Linked DNA regions of Mus musculus: regions 1, 2, 3, 4, 5 and 6 are each linked to region 7. A link is a contact called in public promoter capture Hi-C data. All regions are on one chromosome and are shown on one strand. The core of a region is the stretch at or near the end of the contact, and the rest is flanking DNA. Distances in the headings are between cores, read along the strand shown. Region 1 holds the start of Cnga4 (cyclic nucleotide gated channel alpha 4). Region 2 holds the start of Smpd1 (sphingomyelin phosphodiesterase 1, acid lysosomal). Region 3 holds the start of Trim68 (tripartite motif-containing 68). Region 4 holds the start of Olfr543 (olfactory receptor 543). Region 5 holds the start of Apbb1 (amyloid beta (A4) precursor protein-binding, family B, member 1). Region 6 holds the start of Ilk (integrin linked kinase). Region 7 holds the start of Trim12a (tripartite motif-containing 12A).

Evidence for each region. Promoter capture Hi-C pulls out the DNA fragments that hold promoters and counts their contacts.
Region 1: a contact with region 7 is called in a promoter capture Hi-C map of pre-B cells, with 14 times the contacts expected there. The contact joins the promoter of Cnga4 here to the promoter of Trim12a in region 7. A contact is called at or near these places in 4 of 39 promoter capture datasets (liver, neutrophils and pre-B cells).
Region 2: a promoter capture Hi-C map of pre-B cells shows a contact between it and region 7, with 7 times the contacts expected there. The contact joins the promoter of Smpd1 here to the promoter of Trim12a in region 7. A contact is called at or near these places in 2 of 39 promoter capture datasets (liver and pre-B cells).
Region 3: a contact with region 7 is called in a promoter capture Hi-C map of pre-B cells, with 16 times the contacts expected there. The contact joins the promoter of Trim68 here to the promoter of Trim12a in region 7. A contact is called at or near these places in 3 of 39 promoter capture datasets (hippocampal neurons, liver and pre-B cells).
Region 4: a promoter capture Hi-C map of embryonic stem cells shows a contact between it and region 7, with 4 times the contacts expected there. The contact joins the promoter of Olfr543 here to the promoter of Trim12a in region 7. A contact is called at or near these places in 1 of 39 promoter capture datasets (embryonic stem cells) and 1 of 115 datasets of contacts at active chromatin or transcription factors (large pre-B cells).
Region 5: a promoter capture Hi-C map of pre-B cells shows a contact between it and region 7, with 6 times the contacts expected there. The contact joins the promoter of Apbb1 here to the promoter of Trim12a in region 7. A contact is called at or near these places in 2 of 39 promoter capture datasets (liver and pre-B cells).
Region 6: a contact with region 7 is called in a promoter capture Hi-C map of liver, with 8 times the contacts expected there. The contact joins the promoter of Ilk here to the promoter of Trim12a in region 7. A contact is called at or near these places in 2 of 39 promoter capture datasets (liver and pre-B cells), 1 of 484 Hi-C or Micro-C datasets (B cells) and 2 of 9 other capture datasets (adipose tissue and liver).

Annotation. Positions count from the first base shown.
Region 1 is chr7:105,402,900-105,405,834 of GRCm38.p6, reverse strand. Cnga4 (cyclic nucleotide gated channel alpha 4) reads right to left here and starts at 1,267. Exons shown (of 6, transcript NM_001033317.3): 1 at 1,082-1,267; 2 at 845-946; 3 at 559-665; 4 at 1-353. The coding sequence starts at 1,143.
Region 2 is chr7:105,552,640-105,555,630 of GRCm38.p6, reverse strand. Smpd1 (sphingomyelin phosphodiesterase 1, acid lysosomal) reads right to left here and starts at 1,271. Exons shown (of 6, transcript NM_011421.2): 1 at 794-1,271; 2 at 1-409. The coding sequence starts at 1,099. Gm39063 (a long non-coding RNA gene) reads left to right here and starts at 1,270. Exons shown (of 3, transcript XR_869857.2): 1 at 1,270-1,529.
Region 3 is chr7:102,685,894-102,688,638 of GRCm38.p6, reverse strand. Trim68 (tripartite motif-containing 68) reads left to right here and starts at 1,312. Exons shown (of 7, transcript NM_198012.4): 1 at 1,312-1,498.
Region 4 is chr7:102,476,411-102,479,242 of GRCm38.p6, reverse strand. Olfr543 (olfactory receptor 543) reads left to right here and starts at 1,341. Exons shown (of 1, transcript NM_001011782.2): 1 at 1,341-2,470. The coding sequence starts at 1,375. The coding sequence ends at 2,385.
Region 5 is chr7:105,580,114-105,583,226 of GRCm38.p6, reverse strand. It overlaps Apbb1 (amyloid beta (A4) precursor protein-binding, family B, member 1), which reads left to right and starts at 1,736. Exons shown (of 15, transcript NM_001253885.1): 1 at 1,736-2,092.
Region 6 is chr7:105,735,258-105,738,370 of GRCm38.p6, reverse strand. Ilk (integrin linked kinase) reads right to left here and starts at 1,781. Exons shown (of 13, transcript NM_001161724.1): 1 at 1,655-1,781; 2 at 1,134-1,270. The coding sequence starts at 1,222. Rrp8 (ribosomal RNA processing 8, methyltransferase, homolog (yeast)) reads left to right here and starts at 1,787. Exons shown (of 7, transcript NM_025897.2): 1 at 1,787-2,073. The coding sequence starts at 1,975.
Region 7 is chr7:104,314,112-104,317,232 of GRCm38.p6, reverse strand. Trim12a (tripartite motif-containing 12A) reads left to right here and starts at 1,738. Exons shown (of 8, transcript NM_023835.2): 1 at 1,738-1,822. It overlaps Gm15133 (predicted gene 15133), which reads right to left and starts at 2,202. Exons shown (of 7, transcript NR_040749.1): 1 at 2,125-2,202.

The DNA of each region.
Region 1 (2,935 bases), core at 18-2,517, 1.1 Mb before region 7:
CTGCGCAGGGTCTGGGTATACCCATGCATCCCGTCCGAAGCCCAGGTACCTGGACAGGGCGAAGTATAAGCAGCTGTTCCAATGGATGACGACAAAAATGTAGATCATCAGCTTGGCTATGCGGAAGGCATTTGGGTAAGCTGTGCGGGTCTCTGTACGGTCGAAAGCCTCAAAGAGGCGAGGCACTCGGAGAAAGCGGTTTAGCCGGAGTGTAGGGATGTGGGGGCCTAGCTGCACGTAGGCTGCATCTGTGGGGACCAGGGAAGCCAGGTCCAACAGGAAGCTCCAGGTGCGTACATAGCGACTGGCGATCATGCTTTTGTCTACCACCAGGATGCCCTGTTCTAGGAATCCTAGGAGCAAAGAGGGAGATAGGCTAGGGTCAACTATGGGTAGGTCAGCTGCAGGCTGGGTATGCCAAGGTCAGACATGAAGGCAAGATGAAGGCAGGTTTTTGGGTGAGCACTCAAACACAGTGACACATGACTGTGCAGCCCTAGAGGTGGCTACTTTCTTAACACTTTCCTGGGGAGAGGTTAGTCCCGGGGAATCACTGACCTGTGTGGAAGCGTACCCCAATATCTAGTAGGTACAGCAGGTCACTCGTGTAGTCCAGCACAAACCAGGCCACCAGGTAACTGTGTTGCAAGTCAGGAAAGCAGGCCCTGCAGGGTAGGGGCAGAGGGGATTTGCTTAAAGGTACCAACTATGTGTCATTGGTTTGTCAGGACAGGTCCCTCAGTCCTCTACCCTGAGTCCTTCCAGGGAAGACACCTCTTTGTTAGGCCTCACCCTCTAGGCCTGCCCTTCTCTTAAGGACCCTCATTTAGCACCCCTGCCAAACCTGCATACAACGATGATGAGATTATACATGATTGGGAAGACCATCGTGTTCAGCCACCAGTAGTAATAATCCCCAGATGGGTCTAGGACTGGCAGCCACTTCCTGTAGGGAAAAAGAGACTCCTCTCATTTATCCACCAGGCATTCAGTGCTTGGGTTATAACCAGGACACCAAGAAGAAGGAAGCCCCAGGGAGTGAGGTGATTAGACCCCACACAGAGGACCAGACTTCTCTCACCTGGCTTTGGTTGGGGCTGGGGGCGTGGACTCTGTTGTCTTCACTTTGCTGTCCTGGCTCATGTTTCTGTAGTGTGGTCCTAGCCTGTAGGATATCCAGGACTTCGCCAATTAGAGGTGGCTTGAGAAAGTGCCTGGCTTCCTGGAAGAAGCTGCCCTGGGGCTCCAGCTGCGTCTTTCTGTCTTTGAAGCTCCTAGCAACACAACTAGAGCTAGCAGGGATGGAGTGGGTGGAGGCACTGTAGCTCCAGCACCCTGCCCTGTCTCCCAGGACCCAGGCTGGTTTACACCTGCCCAGCTAAACACCTTTAATGAGGTCCCCGGAGGTGGTGGGAGGTAGATGCTTGGGAAGGTAGCTTCAGTTTTGTTACTGTCTTCTTTCACCTTCCCCAAGCCTGCTGGAAATGTCGGTTTGAATACTGTTTCACTTTATGCAGGTTCTCTGTTGGGCCTAGTTATTTATTTGACAATTATGTGCCAAGCGGCTCCTTCATGTCAGGTGTTAAACTAGTCTCTAGGGACACTGGGGTGCCTCTCACTTAGAGGTGTTTTCCATAGCCACATCCTTATCTACATACCTATCACCCAATCTTCCGGCTATGTGCTCATTCTGTGCTACTTTTGTTCCTTTCCTATTTCTCATGCCCAGCGCCAACAGCTACTGGACATATTTTGTGGACCCTCAACCTCTTTCAAGTTTTCTTGTGAACTTTTCATAACAAAACAAACGTATTTCCTATAATCCCCCCTCCCACTTAGGCTGATGTCCCTGCTGTCATTCCTATGGAGATCAGAGTACAACTTTTGGAGTCAGTTGGTACACAAATTCCAGTGGTGAGGCTCATGCTTTTACCTGCTGAGCCATCTTGCTAACCTGTCCCCTACCCCTAATTTTAAGAACAAAAGGGGACAATCAAAGACAATGGGAGACCTGTAAACTGTTTTATACAGCTATGGGTTAGTGTCAGATTTACATTTTTGGAATTTCTTGAAAGAAATATCTATATCCCTAGGAAATGTTTCCAAAATGTTTTTGTCCATAGCTTTTGTAATGTCACCATTTCCTGGTGTTCTGTTTATTTCTTAGTCTCTTTTATAAGAGTCTTCGCACATTCCTTCTAGGTTAGTGTTTCCTAGAAATCTTAGATCTCTCTCTTTCATTTCCATCTTCCACACATGTTCTGGCTGATCTTGGTCACCCACAGAATTATTTTGCTATCTAGTAATTCTCATGAACTTCCTTGAGCTTTAGTCATCCTTAGGACTGACTAACTGCATACTAGATCCCACTTTGACACCTTAACTGTCATACTGTGTTAGCCACTGTTCTAAGGCTGTGAAGAGACTCCATCACTAGGCCAACTCTTATAAATGATTTGCCAGGTATGGTTTAATGCCTCCACTCACTTGGGAGACGGCAGAGGCAGAGGCAGAGGCAGAGGCAGAGGCAGAGGCAGAGGCAGAGGCAGAGGCAGAGGCAGAGGCAGAGGCAGAGGCAGAGGCAGAGGCAGAGGCAGAGGCAGAGGCATTTTTTCGAGTTCAAGGCCAAGCCTGGTCTACAGAGTGAATTCCCAGACAGCTAGGGCTGTTACACAGAGAAACCCTGTCTTAAAACTCCAAACCAAACCAAACCAAACCAACTAACCACCACCACCACCACCACCACCACCACCACCAAAAAAGCATTCAATTGGGGGCTTCTTTACAGTTTTAGAAGTTTGGTCCATGGTCAGGAGCATGGTGCCAGTAATGCCATAATGGCAGGTATGTTGCAGGAGTAGTTGTTGAGAGTTATATCCTTACCCATAGGCAGGGGTCGAGGGGGGAAGAGAGAGTGCAAGCCTAGGGCTTTTGA
Region 2 (2,991 bases), core at 22-2,521, 1.2 Mb before region 7:
CCCCCTTCTGGGAGTTGGGTGGCCATCCGGACCCCCGGCGGCAGCAAAGTGGATCTGCACAGTAAGGGTCTGTGCCCTCCAGGTACTCATGGTCCCAGTGTAGATCAGTAAGGAAGAGGACACGGCTGACAGGGGCACCGGGGGCTGGTGGGCTCGGTGGCTTTGGGGGTGGCTTCGGCACTGATGGCAAAGAGATGTTCCAAGTCGAAAAGATGTCCCAGTGTCCACAAGAGGAGCCCAGAAGCAAGCCACAAGCCTCTGATGGGCTCAGAACTGAACGTGTCCACACCTCCACCACATCGTCCTCAAAGAGATGGACGGCTGACTGGCACACATCTAGTGGTGCTATGTTCAGCATCTTGCATATCTTGATGGCCACAGAGCCTACCCGTGCCACATTGGGCTCCTTCTGTGGTGGAAGGAACCAATGAAGTTAGGTCAGAGACAGAACAAGTGAACCCTGGCCACCACTCCACAGGCTTCCATGTCTAAATCGGAGCTAGGATAACTCTGTCACCATGATAAAGAGACATCAGTATCTCCCACACACTGCCCAGCAGTTCAGCACCAGGCCTCTAGCTACCTACTCTAGCTCAGGGTGTGCTACCATTTCAAGCCCACAATTAGCCAGCTGACTTTACTCTCCCTAACTTTATAAAGGTCACAGTGGGGTAGTGGTAACATGGATGCATAGGAAGCACCCTCTACCAGAAATATATTGCCCCCTCCCCCGGGCATACCAGTGCACTTCATCCTGCCCCCAGCATTCCACAACAGCCCTTCACGCACTCACCTTCAGCCCATGGTTGAGAGCAGTGAATAAGACTTTGCAGGCGGGGCAAGTGAGGTTCTGCCACCCAAAGGCACTCTGGAGCGGCGGCGCTATGGCACTGAATTTGACAGAATGGCCTTCAGAAGGAAGAGGATAAGCTCTGGCAGGAACCCAAAGAACCGTGGAGTCAAACAGAGCCAGAACCAGCGCCAAGCCCAGCCCCATCCAAAGGAGTCCCACTCTGGGTGCCGGTAAGGACCTCTCCAGTCTCTGCTCCCAGCCGGCTCTGAGGTGGTCCTGGCCGGATGATGCTCTGTGGTGGGGCATTGCCAGGCTCGTAGACAGGACTGGCTTGCCCCTCCAGGCCCCACAGGCCGAAGCCCTGGCTGGCCCTCGGGGCCCGGGTAACGCTGGAGACACCTGATTACCCTTCGTTGTGGTTGACTGATAGCTCAGCAGCCAGCCACAAAACAGCTCCTCCCCTTCCTGTTCCTCTTATGGCCCAGCAACTGTGGGGGAGCGGCTGTCAAAACCTTGGGGGCGGAGCAAAAGGGGGCTCGCCAACCCGCCCTGATCCGCCTTCTTCAGCCACAGCCCAATCACCCCGGGCGGTCTTAGGACCCGCGGGGTTGGGGTGGGTAGGTGACCTCGGTAGAGACAAGCTTCACCACCCTGAGCCATTGCTGCGCGAGGCTGCGGGCGGCGGCCCCGATAATTTCTGCCCAGAACTGATGGAAGCCCTTTAGGGAACTCCCAGGTGCCCCTCTCTTCCACCCCCCCTCCCCGCTTTTTTTTTTTTTTTTTTTTTTTAAACATTCAGATTCCTAGAATAGATGCCCGGCTCAGCTGGTCATTAAACTGAGAAGATTAACTAGAGAGGGCTGGGGCAGCGATGCTTGCATTGAGCGGATTGACCTGCCATGGACGGTCCTCCCCTCGATTTCCTATGCTCTGCCACCATTACAGCAGCCTTGAATCACTTAAGGTTTTGTTAATGTGTCTTTCTTTTAATTTAAAATTTTGCATTATTATTTATTTATGTGTATGGGTATTTTGTATGTGTGTGCACCACGTGCGTGGTGCCTGCTGGAGGCCGGAAGAGGATCCACCTGGACTGGAGTTATAGATGTATTGAGGTCGCCACGCCCGTGCTGCGTGCTGGGAATTCTACCCAGGTCCCAACACTATTAGGTGTGGGACCTGCCCTGGAGCCTGGTCAACCTACCAGGGGTCGTCATATCCTTAAAAAGAAAACTGCCTCTTCTAGGAGCTCTCCGATGCCAATACGCCTTAGCTAGGAGTGAGCCTTTGGAATTTTGTCTCGCTTGAACATCCTGTGCGTGCTGTCACAATCATGGCGATTTCACTGCATGCAACTTCCCTGTCGTGCCAGAAAAGTTTCCTTTAGTCACCCGCTGCCTCTGGCTCTTCCAGTCTTTCAGTCCCACTTTCAATCACTTAGCCTTGTAAGGAGAGGTGTGATATAGACCCCATTTAGGGAGGATCACTTCGAAGTCTCTTGTTCTCTGATGATCATTTGTAGGTGTCTGTGTTTAACTCTCTCCTGCTTCAAGAAGCTTCACTGGTGAGGACTGCTAAGTGCTCTGATCTACGGGTACACTAAAGTCATTTAAATACTGTGCCTATTAGCAGAATAATAGTAGTAGGTTCTCTGCCCCGCTATGGGGGTTATGACCTATCTAGCCACAGGCCCTTACACTGATAATGGTGCCAGGTATGGGTTACATCTCATCTCTCAAAGGTCTTCTTAAGTGTTTTTAATCCTATTTTATCTGTTGTTGTTTGTTTGTTTTGTTTTTGAGACAGGATCTCACTATGTCTTGCCCCAGGATCCACAGTTCGGGAGCCAGCCAATCTTCTAACAAAGCTTTAATTCAGAATTCTCAGGATAGAAGGGACTTTTGGCTTTGTTTATTTATTTATTTTTATTTTTTCAAGACAGGGTTTCTCTGTATAGCCCTGGCTGTCCTGGAACTAACTTTGTAGACCAGGCTGGCCTCGAACTCAGAAATCCACCAGCCTCTGCCTCCTAAGTGCTGGGATTAAAGGCGTGCCACCACTGCCCGGCTCATTTCCTCCTTTTTAATAGAGAAAGAGTTGGGTATACTCCTGTAACCCCAGCACCTGGGAGGTAGAAATAAGAGAATCAGACATTCAAGGCCACCCTTAGCTACAAAGTGAATTTGAGAAGTTTGAGT
Region 3 (2,745 bases), core at 63-2,562, 1.6 Mb after region 7:
TAGGGAGCTCATCCTCAGCTGACAATAAAGCCTCTTGCAGTTTTGCATCAGGTGTGGTTTTCTCTCGAGTTATTGGAGTGCTGGCCAGCTCATCCCGGGACTTGAGCGGAAGTCTCCCCAGTTTCGGGGTCTAACAATAGTAGGTGTGGCCTTGTTGGAAGAAGTGTGTCACTGTAGGGATGGGCTTAGAGACCCTTCTCCTAGCTTCCTGGAAGCCAGTCTTCTCCTGTTCTTATTTTTATTCTGTATAAGTTCATCAGCCAATGAGGTTACTTGATCGTGTCTTCAAAACTTTTAAGTCCAAAGTGCTCCTCATAAGCAAGAGCCTCTTCCCCCAGTCACTCTATGGTGTCCTATTCTCAGGGCCTTTGAGAGTCAGTCATAGTTACAAACACATTCAATTACAAATGAAAAAGATGTCCCCTTTTGATTTCAATTCCCTTGAACTTGGTTGACTTTAAGGCAGAGAATGTATGACCCAGTCTTGCAATCCAGGTCTCTTTGTATGCATGCTCAATTAGTATTTTTTAAATGTCTTCTTTGAATCCATCTGTTCACTGTGACATAAGGTCAGTCATTTGTCTCTACCAAGAAGCAGAGGCTCAGTTCAAATCTCAGTTCCTCCCTCTCCCCCTACAGTGCTGGTCCTGTCTATTTTCAATAATTTTCTGGGTGTCACCCTGAAGAATGTCAACCATGTCCTCAGCTCTGACATTGTCATGGAATTCAAAGAGCATGGGTCCCAACGATAAACATATCACTGGAAGCTGGATTCATCTGGAATTTTTTTCGTTACTTCCCATATGTCACTGAGTGTCTTCTCTTGCTTACTCAGTAAAAGTCCCAGTATCCGAAAAAGAACCAAAGAACTACAAAGAAAAATCCAGGTCTATGATTTAACACGCTTGGTCTTGTGTGTCTCTGCGGTTGGACGAGAGGAAAGCTTACACACTGCTTTAAAAAGATTTTTTTACTGGCAGCTTATGATCAGGACTTCGTAATTTAATATGTTTTCTAACTCTGAAACTAGTTTGTTGCAATGAGGAGCTACCAAAAGTATGTAAGTGTCAAGAGTTAGCCAGGAAAAACAGAAGCATTTATTAAAACTTTTGCTTAATTGTCTGAAACCTGGAGCAGCCACTTGCAGCTCGTGTTCCAGGGAACTGCGGATTCCAATGCGTAAAGGTGCCACTTAAGGAAGCCCGGCTGCGCACCCACGCTAGGTAGCTGAATTCAACCAGGAAACGTGGCAAGCGAACAGCCAATCAGGCCACTCTGAGTGCAGAAGTGATTCGTCGGTTCCGGCGCAGTGGGTGGGTCCTGCAGCTCCGGGCGCGGCTCTTGCCTTGGGTCCCTCGCCCCCGCTGCTATCGCGGCTTCCGGCGGCGGGCGAGCGCCCCGCTGCTTCCTACGCTGCGGATTGGACCGCTGGAGCCCCGCGCCTCCACAGCTGCTTAGAGAAGGAGGCGACAGCAGACCTCTTTGGAGGACAACACAGGTCCTGCCCTCTTTACCCTCCCCTGTTCCCAATCCCACCGCCCTGGGGAACTGCCTAGTGCCCGAAGGTCAGGAAGGCACGGACCGCCACTGCTTCCAGACCCGAGGCTGGTTTCTGCCGCTTCCAGGCTCTTCCCCCTCCCTTCGCGGCCCTGAGGACCGTGGAGGCACTGGTTGCTAGGTGCAACCTTTTGATATTGTAGTCTACAAAGTTCACTCTGGAGAACAAAATCGCATAAAGAAACTTAACATTTTACAGTTTTGTGTTTGGCCTGTATTCACAGCTGCCCTCAGCTACAGGTTGGACAGGTCTGAGCAGTTAATGAGTCAAACTTTTGACCAAGTATTTATGTTTGATAAAAGATCTCTATTGGAGATCCTCTATTGGAAAACTGTATTTATCTCCAGATCTTTGACATCTTTCCCATGTTTACATTTTTTGAGGCAATGTATAGAACTAACATGCTTCCACTACATTTTTGTGATTTATCTTGATTTATCATTTCTATCTTTCTTTGCCTCGCTTTCCTACTGCCAGTGTCTTCCAAATTTTCATCTGCTGTTTTGTCTGGTTGTTGTTGTTGTTGTTGTTGTTGTTGTTGTTGTTGTTGTTGTTGTTGTTTGGGGGTTTTTTTGGTTTTCTGTAGCTTTAAGTAGTGCTTTTGACACCAAAGCATGAACAGGTGGACACATGCACACTGCCTTAGATGAAGATATTAACACCTCTACTATCAGCTATGCCTAAACATTTACATTGAATTCTCATGCATTTAACAAGTATTGAGACACTGTTGTTGGCATCAAGAATACACTGAGCAAAACTGAAGATAACTCTGTATTAAACGTACCACGACATTAGGATATTGTAAGAAAAACAGAAAATATGAATAGTAAATTTCTAGTGTGTGAATTAAGAAACCCACAGACTCTGGTAAATGATATCAACAGTGAGATCGTGGAAACAGTCTCAGTTGGAAGAGTGTGATTCCAAATAGGGTAAAATGAACAGACCCCGGGTCCAAGCACTGCACATAGCACTGAGGAGAATATGGCTGCCACGGGTGCAGTTGGGAGAGTAAGAAGACTTAGGCATCTGCCTAGCATGCTTGAGATTCTTGTTAAATCCCCAGCATTTCAGAACAGTCGAGGGGGTGAGGGGGTGAAAGGAGGATGCTTACTCCATGATCCCTCCGCTGGAGCGTACATGGGCCTTTGAGTTCAGTATTCGTTAGTGCACAACTGGATCTT
Region 4 (2,832 bases), core at 92-2,591, 1.8 Mb after region 7:
CTTTAGCCCCTCCATGTCTTGGTTTCCTTCTTAGTAAAATTACTTTTTTTTTATTTCATTTTATTTTTAGACAGGGCCTCATTATGTAGCCTTGGCTGACCTGTAACTCACTATCTACAGGCTAGTCTAAACACACAGAGATCTGGATCTAAAGGCATATAACACAACATTAATAAAAATGAAGATGGGGGGGGGGGGAGGCTGGGCAGTGGTGGCGCATGCCTTTAATCCCAGCACTTGGAAGACAGAGTTCAAGGCAGATTTCTAAGTTCAAGGCCAGCCTGGTCTACAGAGTGAGTTCCAGGACAGCCAGAGCTATTCAGTGAAACCCTGCCTCGAAGAAAAAAAAAAAAGACTTTTTTTTTTTTAATTCTAGATTTAGTTATGTGTATGAGTGTCTTGCTCGCATGCATGCCTGTGTATTTTGTGTGTACTTGGGGCCTGCAGAGCTCAGAAGAGAGCCCTGTACCCCTCGGAGTTGGCGTTACAAGCAGTTGTGAGCCATCATGTGGGTACTGGGAATTGAACCTGGATCCTCTGCAAGAACACTAAGTGCTCTTAGCCACTGAGCCACGCCTCCAGTCCAGTCTCAGCTAACTTTTGAACACATCTGGAACATTTCCTGATATACAATCACTATCAAATAAGCCCAACCTACATGTACAGCCTCCTCCTGCTTCTCATCCATCTACCCCCAAGCAAAGCAGAGCCTCAGGGAAGCTTGTGTATCTATCTGTCTGTGTGGCTCTGTGCTTGGAGCTCTGGTGAACTCCCGACTCTCCCTGGACTCACACTGGTAAAGGAAAGTAAGCCTCAAGGACAAGGCCAGGCAGGTGCTGCAGCCAGACTACAGGGGCTAAGAAAGGGACCAGACTCTGCAGCCTAGTGCTTTTGAACCAAGAAACCCAGTTTTCTCAGCTGCTTTCCTCTGTCCTAGCCAGTGTACATTGAGCACAGAGGTGAGACCACACCGATCTTGGCTGGCTTCTTTCTCCCCACTTTGACTTGGGTCCTTCCCAGTCTCCTTGGGACAAAGATTCTTTATATACTTTCTAACCAAAGTTGTTTTTTTCTTTCCTTGTTTTATCTCCGAACATCATTTTCCCCCTCTCATATACTACATTTAATTTTGTGTTTTATTAATAAGAAAACACCTCTTGTTTAACTCAACAAGAATGCACATATAACATACCAAAATAAATATCTTGTACAGGAGCTCCCTGAGAACAAGAAATGTCTTATTCATCTGTGAGCTCCCCAAACACACACACCCCAGGTAGATTCCCATCATGTGAGCCTCAGGCTCCTAAAATAACCATTTTGTTCTAACAGCCCCTGATCTTCTCTCCTGGTGCCAGCCCAGGACCAAAGTCAATGGGTGAGGATGGAAATACCAGTATCTTCAACCTTTCCTACAGCAGCTTCCTCTTGGTGGGCTTCCCTGGATTGCAGGAAGGGCGACCCCTTCTGGTCCTGCCTCTTACCTTTCTCTATGTGTCCATCGTTTCTGCCAATGCCTTAGTCATTCATACAGTGGTGGCCCAGAGGAGTCTGCACCAGCCCATGTACGTGCTCATTGCTCTGCTCTTGGCTGTCAACATCTGTGCCTCCACAGCCGTGAGGCCTAAAATGCTTGAAGGCTTTGTGCATTATGCAAATCCCATCTCACTCCGCGGCTGCCTCACACAAATGTTCTTTATCTACTTTACGCTCCTTCTGGACTACAATCTCCTGCTGGCCATGGCTCTAGATCGCTATGTGGCCATTTGCCACCCACTCCGCTATACTGACCTGATGACCTCACACTTACTGGGCCTGATGGCCACTTTTGCGATAACGCGGAGCCTAGGAGTGGCAGTGCCCCTAGTGGTACTAACTGCAAAAGCTCAATTCTGCAAGACATCCGTCATAAGACACTTCACCTGCGAGTACATCGCACTGTTGAGCATCGCTTGTGGAGACCTGACCTTCAACAACCGCTTGGGATTGGCTATGCGTTTGGTCACTGTGACTTTTGATCTGGCCTTATTGGGAACCTCCTATACCCGTATCATCTATGCAGCCTTCCGGATCTCTTCTGGAGGAGCCCGAGCCAAGGCCTTGCACACTTGTGGCTCCCACTTACTGGTCATCCTCACCATCTACCTTTCTGGTCTTTCCACTTCCATTGTCTTTCGAGTGGCCAAGACTGTGTCTCAAGATGTCCAGAACCTACTCAGTGCCATATACCTGCTGCTCCCAGGAGCCTTGAATCCTCTCATTTATGGGGTGAGAACTAAGGAGATCCGGCAACACATAGAGAAAATGCTCTGTGGAATGCAGTCACCCCAAGACAGCAGAGAGAAGTCACAGAATGTGAGAGGGGAGAGGGACTTGCCAGGGTAAGAGGGGGTTTTTAACTTGAGAAGCTGGGGCTGCGCCCTCTGAGAACAAGAAGTGGACGGTCTGTACTAACAGGCTGGGTGGGTCCTGAGCACGGTACGGTTCAATGGCATCCTCTTGTTGCTGCTATGACTTGTTGAATTCTTAGAACATTCTGCTACTTACACCACCACCACTCCCAACAATAGAACTGCTTTTATTTATCCTTCTAAGTCATTTTGTCTTCTTTCCAACTCTTAAAAAAAAAAAAAAAGCTCATTCTATTTGAAGATAGCTACAGCTTCACTAGGAGATACAGAGCAAGTCAAACAGTTCATTATGTGCCCTGAACCCCTGTTCCCCTGTTTGAAGCAAATGAAGTCCAGGTCCTCCCTTAGAGCTCTCTCTCTCTCTCTCTCTTTCTCTCTCTCTCTCTCTCTCTCTCTCATATATAGCCTAAGACTTGACATG
Region 5 (3,113 bases), core at 487-2,986, 1.3 Mb before region 7:
AGACAAACTAGCTTTTATACTAGACCTGTTCTCCACACAACCCTATAATACATTAAACCACGAACGAACAAATTCACCCATAAAAGCTGAACCTTCACGACTTCCGGGGGGCCAGGGTGGGTGGGAGGGGTTGAGGCAGACTTCTGGGGTTCAGGCTGGCCTTGGTTATGGCCCTCTCGACTCACCGTGAGTTTGGGTGGCCATCTTTAAACTACAGCAATCTTCACACTCCTCCTGTACTCCTGCTACTTTGAGTAATTTTCTACTCTTCTGTGTGACCTCTATGTCATCCTGTCCTCACACTTAAACTTTACTTCCTGTGGGAGCCTTCCAAATCTCCTGGGCCAGAATAACCTGACACACACAGTGTCCCGTGTCTTTTCCTTAAGACACCATAATTTTAATTACCTATGTGGTGTCTCTTCCCTCTTTTAATCTGTAAGCTGAATGAAAGCAGGAACTCTCTTTTGCTTTCTGGGTGTTAGCACCAAGGACAGTGTGTCATACCATACACCTATTTGCTGAGAGTGAGTGAGTGAATGAATGAATGTCCTTCTAGGTAACACGTGCTCATTTCTCAAGGATCCAGGTCAGGTGCGTGTCTTCCAGGTGGGATGCAGCTGAACCAGATTCTTTTGGGGATCTTTATGTCCGGCTTGGGATCCAACATGGTTTGTATTTCCTAGGTGCTTGTCAGATTACAATGGATTCTTAGCCACAAGTCAGTAACTGTACAAGATGAGTGATGGACATAGGGAGTTTTGTTACACTGCTCCACTTTTGCACATAAGTGCAAATGTCTATAACAAAAATTTAAAACATTCATATTTACCCAGGGATAAATGAAAGTATATTCAAAGTACTTTGGAGTACTTGCTTTGAACAAGCCAGAGATTGATAAAGTGACCCTGCATTAAGAGTATGTGTGTGTGTGTGTGTGTGTGTGTGTGTACTTTTCCACGTCAGGGAAATTCTTTAGAAGATGAACATAAGATGAAATAACAAATTTAGATTTGGGCACTGTTAGACTTAGATGCATCTCCAATCAGTTTTTCAGTATGTTCAGAGCCCACCGAGCCCACAGCTCAGGGGACAATGCTTTTGGGGTTTCTGCCCCTCTTTGCCCTTGATGTCAGGGATCTGACCATTAAGATTTGCCTCATTGTCTATCCAGGGCCTGCAGTGAACAGGAAAATAGCCAAGTACAGCATTTCTGTTTAATTTCCACTCAGTTCTCCATTTGGTCCTTTCCTAGAGTTAATTTCTACCCTGGAGTGCAGTGGGGGGGGGGGAGGCGGGGTGGGGGACGCTGTGTCATAGCTTTATATTCAGAGGCACGGGTAGAGTGTAAGAAATATCTCAGTTCTGGTTTAGTTTAACCACTTACTCTGTTACTGAGGGCAAGTCGTGTTACCCTTCAGAATGTCAGCACCTGCCTCTCAAATCCCGAGAACAACAATTGTGGGAATTGCACAGCGCTGGTTTGAGGATGAATGCAAGCAAATGGTTGAACATAGAGCCTGGTACAGAGTAAGCGGTCAATAAATACGCGCTATTATTATCCACAGGACGTCAGGGAGTGCTACCACAAGAGCCAGAGAGCAGCCGGCTGCCAGCCTCTTGAGGCGCAGCCACGGTCCCAGCACCCGTGTCTCTCTCCACCCTCCTCCTTCCCCCCTCCCTAGCGGATCAGACTCCGTGCTCTAGGCGCGTCTCCCGGCGTCGGTGCAGGACCGACGCGGAGGTGAGTCCACGGTGGCATGGAAGGGGAGAGCTGGGCAGGGTCCTGGGAGTTGGGTGCAGCCGTGCGGGGATAGACAGGAGGCCTGGGACGCAGGGCTTGCGAGGGTCAAGGGTCTGCAGGGTGCGGCTGGGGCAGCTGCAGCCAGTGCGGCTCGCACTCGCTCGCGCGCCCCGCCCCGGCCAAGATGGCGCCCCTCCCCCTCCCGTGCGCGGCTCCGCCGCTCGGGGCGCGGCCTCGCGGCCTGCGCGCTCCTGGGCGGGGGATGTTGTGATGGAGAAGCTGCGGTGTTGCGGGAGCCTTGCAGCTTGAGCTACCTTCGCCACCTGGGCCTGGGGCCTCGCCGCGCAGGTAGGTGCTGCTCCGTCTCCAGCCCAGCCCCGGGAGCAGGATCCCCAGCCTCAGCAGCCCTTAACCCTTGCAGCCTCTTCTTCTCAGAAGTCCAGGTCTCCAAGCCAGGCCTGATTACCCCCCACCCAACTCCCTTCGCCGCCTTCCTACCGCGGGCCTGCAAAATCACCCTCCGCAGGATCACTTTGGTCCTAACACCGACCGCTCCCCAAAGCTTTGCTTCTTGATCCTCTAGGATGCCCGGCGGGGGCGGGGAGGAGGGGGTGAGCGGGGGGGGGGGGGGGAGAGCGAGGGGCGATAGAAGAGTGGGGGAGGGGACGTCTAATGCTGGGAAGGGGACTTGGATCCGGGTAGGAGCCAGGCCGTGCGATTCCAGACTAGAGCCCCAGGCTTGGGATCTGTCAAGCTGCATTCTGTTGTCCTCAGCGACCGAGGGGTGTGCCCTGGGACCGGCGGGGTTCCCATCTCAGCCTGACAGAGAGGCCTAGCAGCGACTAGAGTGCTCCTTAGGAGCAGTTTTCCCTCTCCAATTCAGATGTTATTTCCAGCCTCTTCCGAGTCCTGTTTGTAGGTTGCATTCTGAGCCCCTAATTTCCCATTCATTTTAAAAATCCACTCCATTCTGTCTCTGACATCCACCGAAGCTTCTGAGCAAGGTCACTGGAGCCCTCCTTGTAACTCCAATGGACACTTGGCGGCTGTGAGCCCATTACCACTGAGTATGTGTCAGTCTCCTTGAAGCATTTTTTTTCCTGGTTTTCCTCCTAGGCACTGTCTATTGCTTTGAAGTGTTCTCTTGTCTCGTCTCTGCATATGTGATGCTATTCTGGCCTGAGCTGCGTTCTTTCACTCTGACCTTTTCCCTTGACCATTTCTTGCATGTCTAACTCTTTAAATTTCATATATAAGCTGCTGAGTCCCAAATTTATTTGTCTGGCCCAGACCACTGCTGAAATGCAAACTCATATATACTCAACTGTCCTCTGACATCCTTTTGAACAGTTCAACAGGAATTCCAAAC
Region 6 (3,113 bases), core at 532-3,031, 1.4 Mb before region 7:
CTGTTTCCTCACCTCCCATTCACTTTTCTCCCTGAGAAGCCTGCCATCTCTAGCGTGTAGATTATGTCTGATTCAAAGACTCTAGCAGCAACCACAAGTGGTTCCTTATGTGAAGGAACCCACTGTAATGCACTTTCCTGTTACTGTTCTGCAATAGCATTCAAAAGATCAAATTCATCCTAAATGTAAGTGAAATGAGACTTTTTAAATGCTCATCCATGCTCTTTAACTTCTCAGTAGCCTACAATTAACCACTCTTCTTTTATTAAAACATCCATTCTCTAATCTTAATCCATTTCTTATTTCTTATTCTGATGGTTGTTCCCTGTCAGCCAGGCTTCTCAACCTCTGCCTTTATTTTCTACTCTTCTAAGGTACTACATTCCACATTATAGAGTCTTCAGATACCATTTAAATGCTATTTGTGGCATCTTGGTCTCCCAATCCGACCTCCTGAACTTTAAATCTGCATGACTAACAACCTGCCAAGCGTTTCCAAGTCACTGTAGTGTCACCAAAACTGTGGCCAGTCCATAATGGAACCTCAGCAACTGCCAAGTATCCAAGTACCCAAACCTCCTTTTAAACCCCAGGTCATCTTTGACAACCCCTTCACATCCCATACCAACTCAATTACTTCATCCTTATGATTTTAGGGCTCTCACCCCAACCCTGTCTCAATTCTTGTATCCAAAACATCACTTTAAGGCAATTGCGTCCAGGGTGACGCCTGACAAATGGGTACTCTCATCACTACATAAGCTTCAGAACTTTAGACCTCTAATATCCTTTCCCACTTCTACCCAACGCTCTAGGGCGCAGAAACTCATCCTCCAGCTACATGTAATTCCAGACAATTTTCTGGCACTCAGGTCTGCCTCTGACATGAGTTCATAGAGGCTGCAAAGTTCCCGGGAACCGGATTGTGAAACTTAGTTTAAAAAAAAAAAAAAAAAAAACAAACCCAACTCCGACAGCTTCCTCTGTGTAGACGTTCCTCCATCAACAGGCTTTGCTTACTACTACTACTCCTTACACTGGATAGCAAAGTCAGCCGCCCCCGCCAGACATGAGCACCCCGAGTAGCGGAGAGAGGACTTGTAGCCGTCTCACTCGCCAACGCTTCAGCTCACCCCTGATTGAGGTCGTTCTCTGTGTTGTCCAGCCACAAGCGCACCGCCACCGCGTTGCCCTCCCGGCACTGAGTGAAAATGTCGTCCATAGCAGCGTCCCGGCACAGAGACCCCGGGACTGGGGAAGCCTCGGGGGACTGAGGGAGAACAGAGACAAGAGAATGACTCTCTGTGTGAGTTCCCTCAGGACAGAGGTGTCAGTGCTGGGATGGGGAGCGTCGCGAGAGGGACAGTGGTTGTCTATGAAGGGCTTCGGGCAGCGGACGACCCCTTGGCTCGAGGAGCAGGAGGGTCTGGGGGTGTAGGGTAGACTTTGCTAGTTTCCCGAGTTGGTGTCAGCCGGCTCTGAGCCCCGGCCCTCGAGCAAGGCTTGGGGGTGGGGGAAGGGACCCAAGCTGCAAACACCCGGGGGAGGGGACAGGGGTCCTTGCCCGGCGGCCCCGGCTCAGAACTGCTGCAGAGATCGCAGAGACGGGTTTGCAAGACAGCGTGGGGTAGGGCGCGGAGCTACCCACACTCACCGGGACTCGGGCCGCAGGCGCCTTCTCCGGGGGAACTCCCGTCCGGCCGCGCCCGCCGCCCGGCCCCGCCCCGGCCCGCCCCGGCCAGCTCGGGCCAGCGCGGGCCGCGGTCCCTCCCTTCCGACCTCCTACTGCCTCTCTAGCTCGCCAGCGGCTACGCTCTATGGTGCTCTGCTCCGCGAAGGCCGCTCTAGCTACCACAGAATTTCACTCGGTGGCTTCCGGCCCGGTTTGGTCCGACTCCAGCCCTAGGATTCCCTGACGCGCGCTGCACGTGGGCCAGAGCGTAGGCTCCTCCGGCCCTGCGGGCTACGGGTGGTATGTTCGAAGAGCCCGAATGGGTGGAGGCGGCCCCAGCCATCGTGGGCCTAGGGGCCGCGACAGCACAGGTTAGGCCGGCGACTGCCCCGCCAGTCAAGGTGAGCGGCCCTGCACTGGGCTGTTTGAAGGAGGTGAAGCCTACCCTCCGGGGGTCGTATTGGTTAGAGGGAGAGCCTGAATGCTATCGTGGATCGGGGTGGTGAGGGAGTTAGTTATGATCTGAAGATCCGGATAGTCCAAATAGGAATGCGGGATTCGGAGCGTGGAGCGTGGAGCGCAGAGCTTGAAAAGTTTAAGTTTTTTGTACACTAAGGGTAGAAATCAGTAGAGTTGTTTTAGCAGTGGAGTGGCTTCTCCAAGTTTTCTCTCACCTGGCATCACTTTATATACTGAGGATCGATTCCAGGGCTTCAGCGTGGTAGATAAGCATTTATTACTGAGCTGAATCCGTAGTCTTGAAAGGATTTTTAGAGGATTTTTAGTGGCAGTGTAGAAAGTATATTAGAGTAAAGGCAAGTGACTGGGAGGTTATCAGAATTACTATTCAAAAGAGGCTCAAGGTAAGGGTCTAGCTGAGGACAAGCAGCAGGACTTGAACCCCAAATCAGCTTCACGGAAAGCAGGCCTTTTCCTTTGAACCTCATCAGATATGAGGGTTTCAGTATCCCCTTGGGGTGTTCCTGACCTTCAGTTAGCCCAGGATGTTCTGCTCATTTCTGTAGTCCATTTCTGCTTGTCTGTGTGCAGCTTCTCTCTACTGCAGTTAGGAACTTTTTTTTTTTTTTTTTTTTTTTTCGAGACAGGGTTTCTCTGTGTAGCCCTGGCTGTCCTGGAACTCACTCTGTAGACCAGTCTGGCCTCGAACTCAGAAATCCGCTTGCCTCTGCCTCCCAAGTGCTGGGATTAAAGGTGTGTACCACCACTGCTGGCCAGTTAGGAACATTTTTAATAGACATGTGTGACACTGCCCTTCCTGTTTCAAAACAAAAAAAACAAACAAACAAAAAACCCTCTGCTGCTCCTAGAATGCTGTCAGTGGGAGGCAAAGATGGCTGCTGTCTTGCCTTGGTCCTGTTGTTTGTGTGCTTATCACATTCCTCTAAGGAAATCAACAGGCAATCCTTTACACGCTTAGAAA
Region 7 (3,121 bases), core at 489-2,988:
CCAGACAGACTTTAGGAAGAAACAGAGAAAGCCTTAAGTAAAATGTAGAAAAGACAGAGACATGGTAGCTCCTGCCTCTCGTCCCTGAACTCAAGAGTTTGACAAATTAGTATTCCAAGGAATTAGAAACTATCCTAAACACTCTAAACACTTAGTGATTTCTAGCCCAGGCTTGAATATAGAGTAAATATCTGCCTCCAAAAAAAAAAAAAAAAAAAGGTAAAGGGTTTTTCATAACTATTAACATTTCAGAGGAATGGGAACATCAAAGCATTATTTGTAAGCAATTGTGTCCACAGCAAGAACAACAGTGAGACTTATGACCTCATCAAGATATGAAATTTAGGTAAGTGTATAGCTATGGATAGAGCACTAGCCCAGCATCCACAAGGACCGTGGTTCAATCACTGAAGTCAAAAGCAAAACTGAACAACAACAGCAAAAGTTCATGATCCCAGCACCGGGGAGGCTAAGGGAGCTAGAGCTCATTTAGGGTCAGGCTATCAGAAAGGAAGAAGAGTATAAGACAGTTGTAAGTATGTGAAATAAATTCAAACTACAGAGTTATGTCTGCTGTCACTCATCATTCCATATTTCAGAAGACAGAGACTGTAGGGAAATAATTAGAGAGGCAAACAGGAAAGGGGATGAGACAGGTGATGGTGGCTTCTCCAACATTCACTCACACAACTGACTTTCTTTAATTAATTTGTGATTTATTTATTTATTCTTCTCTTTCTTTCTCCCTTCCTTTTCTCTTTGGAAAGCTTCAGGTGTTTCCCATGCCATGCTGATGTCAGTCACCATGGCTGAGGATGGCTTTGACCTCCTGATCCTCATGCAGCCAGCTGCAAGGCAGTGGCATCCTGTGCCGGTTTGAATAACAATGGCCCCAAAGCCTAAGATCTTTTGAATACTTGGTTCTCAGCTATCAGGACACTGTTCAGGAAAGATTAGGAGTGTGGCATTCTTGAAGAAGGTATGGCATGGGTGTAAGCTTTCAAGATTCAATAGATTCTGACCACCAACACCATTCTCTCTCTGCCTCAGGTTTCTGTCAAGATTGTGTCTCCAGTTGTGACTTCTCACTTTCTGCTCCAGCACCATGTCTCCCTGCCTGTTATCAGGCTCTCCACTGTGGTGGTCATGAACTCTAACCCATAGGAACTGTGAGTGCCAAATTAAACACTCTACTTGTAACTTGTCCTAGTCATGGTATTTATCAGAGCAGTAGAAGAGTAAAGAAGATAGACCACAGGGGCCACCACAGCTGGTTTTGTACACTTCTGAGGACCATCCCAGTGCTTCATGCTTGATAGGCAAGCACTATGTCAACAGAACCTCATTCCCAGCTCTACAGATTTCCCCCTTCTAATCCGTTAGTGCTGAGTCACTATATAGGTGTTCAATACACCTCTAAGCCAAATAGGAACCTCCAAGACATTCTGGTGAGGGACTCCTAAAAGGGAGGAAATGAATGGGTGGATCATATCAGCACTGGAAAAGGACTAAGTCTGTTCGTTCAGCCACATAATACATAATCTGGAGGAGACCATGGGGCAGCTGGTGAGCCCTCTACAGCTCATTACTCTCTGCTGTGAGGGTGGTGAGGTGTTTCTGCCTGGCTCTGCACATAACTCCTCCCCAGTTTCCAGAGCCAGCCAATGCTGATATGAGGGTAACTTCCTCAGTCAGTGGGGTTCTGCAGGCTTATGCAAAGGCATCTCATTGGTCTGTAGAGTTGTGGTTTCTGTTTCATTTCCAGAGCTCAAACTTTCCTTTCTCTAGATTTTAGCCGGAAATACCTTGAAGTTCTGGATTGGTGAGTTAATTCTCCCTGGTTTACAACTTTCTGGCGTCTGATAAAGGGCTGAGCAATTTTAGGGGGCAGATTTTTGAAGACTTTGAAAGGAGAACATTGCTTTTGTTTGGGTGAGTTTATCCTGTAAAAGCGGGGGAGGGAAAGGGGGACGGGCTGCCGGCCTCTGGCTGAAAATGCAAATGGGGGAGCTTGAGGGAGGTGCCTCCTCAACAACAACAACAACAAAAAACTACTTTAAAGATGCCTGTTGTCCAGATTTAGTCTCCCCCTTCCGATTCACAATCTGTAATTTTGAATCGTACCTTGTCGACGAGATCCAGAACTTTGTTGTCTATGACAGTCATTCTTTTTCCAGGCAGCAAAGCTGGATCAGAGCCTCTGCTTTTTACTGCGTTTTTGTGTGATAAAGTGGTACTTCCGCATACTCTAGGGCTGTGGTTCTTTACCGGATCAGACCCGTTTGAATGACCTTTTCACGGGAGTTTCACTTTAGATATCTCGCATGTCATACATTCATATTATGATTCAAAACTGTAGAAAAATATAGTTAAGAGGAAGCAAAGACCACAGTTTTATGGTTGCGGTCAATACAACACGAGAAAGTTTTCTAAAGAGTTGCAGCATTAGGAAAGTTGCAAAATACTCCTCTAAGAGAACCAGAGTTTCTCTCAGTTTAGTAACAAAGACTGAGAGCCTGTTATTTAGTCATCGACCCTGTTTGACAGTCCCAAGCCCGGGAATAACTTCAGCTATTTCCTTCTCCTTCAGATATTTTCTCCATACCAATATAAACTTCAGCCCAGCTTGAGATTCCAGATACACAGGAGCAGAAGGATTATAAATTGATGGCCATCATCAGCAACTCAATAAGACTCATTCATAGAATATTTTTTTAAAAGACATCTGTGACTTAGTTCAGTGATAGGGTACTTTTCAATCTTTGGGTTCAGTTCCCACGCAGAGGGGAAGGGGTGTTTGAAGATGGGAAAACTACTATGAGCATGCTCCAGTGACACATCTGAAGATTTCCCCCAAAGTGCCAACTTTTGTAAGGTTTCTTGGAGAGAGGATATGTTTTATGTTGCCCAGACTGGTCTTCAGCTCTTCCGACAGCCCCACTTCCAAGTCTCTGTAGTGTCAGGAGCACATGACTGCAACAGCCTCTTTCTACCTTTAAAGAATGAAAATTAAATTTTTGTTTGATGTTTAAAATGTCAAATTAAAAAAAAAAAGTTTGAGAGAGAGATGTGTGATTAGGGATATCATGGCTTTGCTCAAGCTGATCTAGGTGCCCAGAAG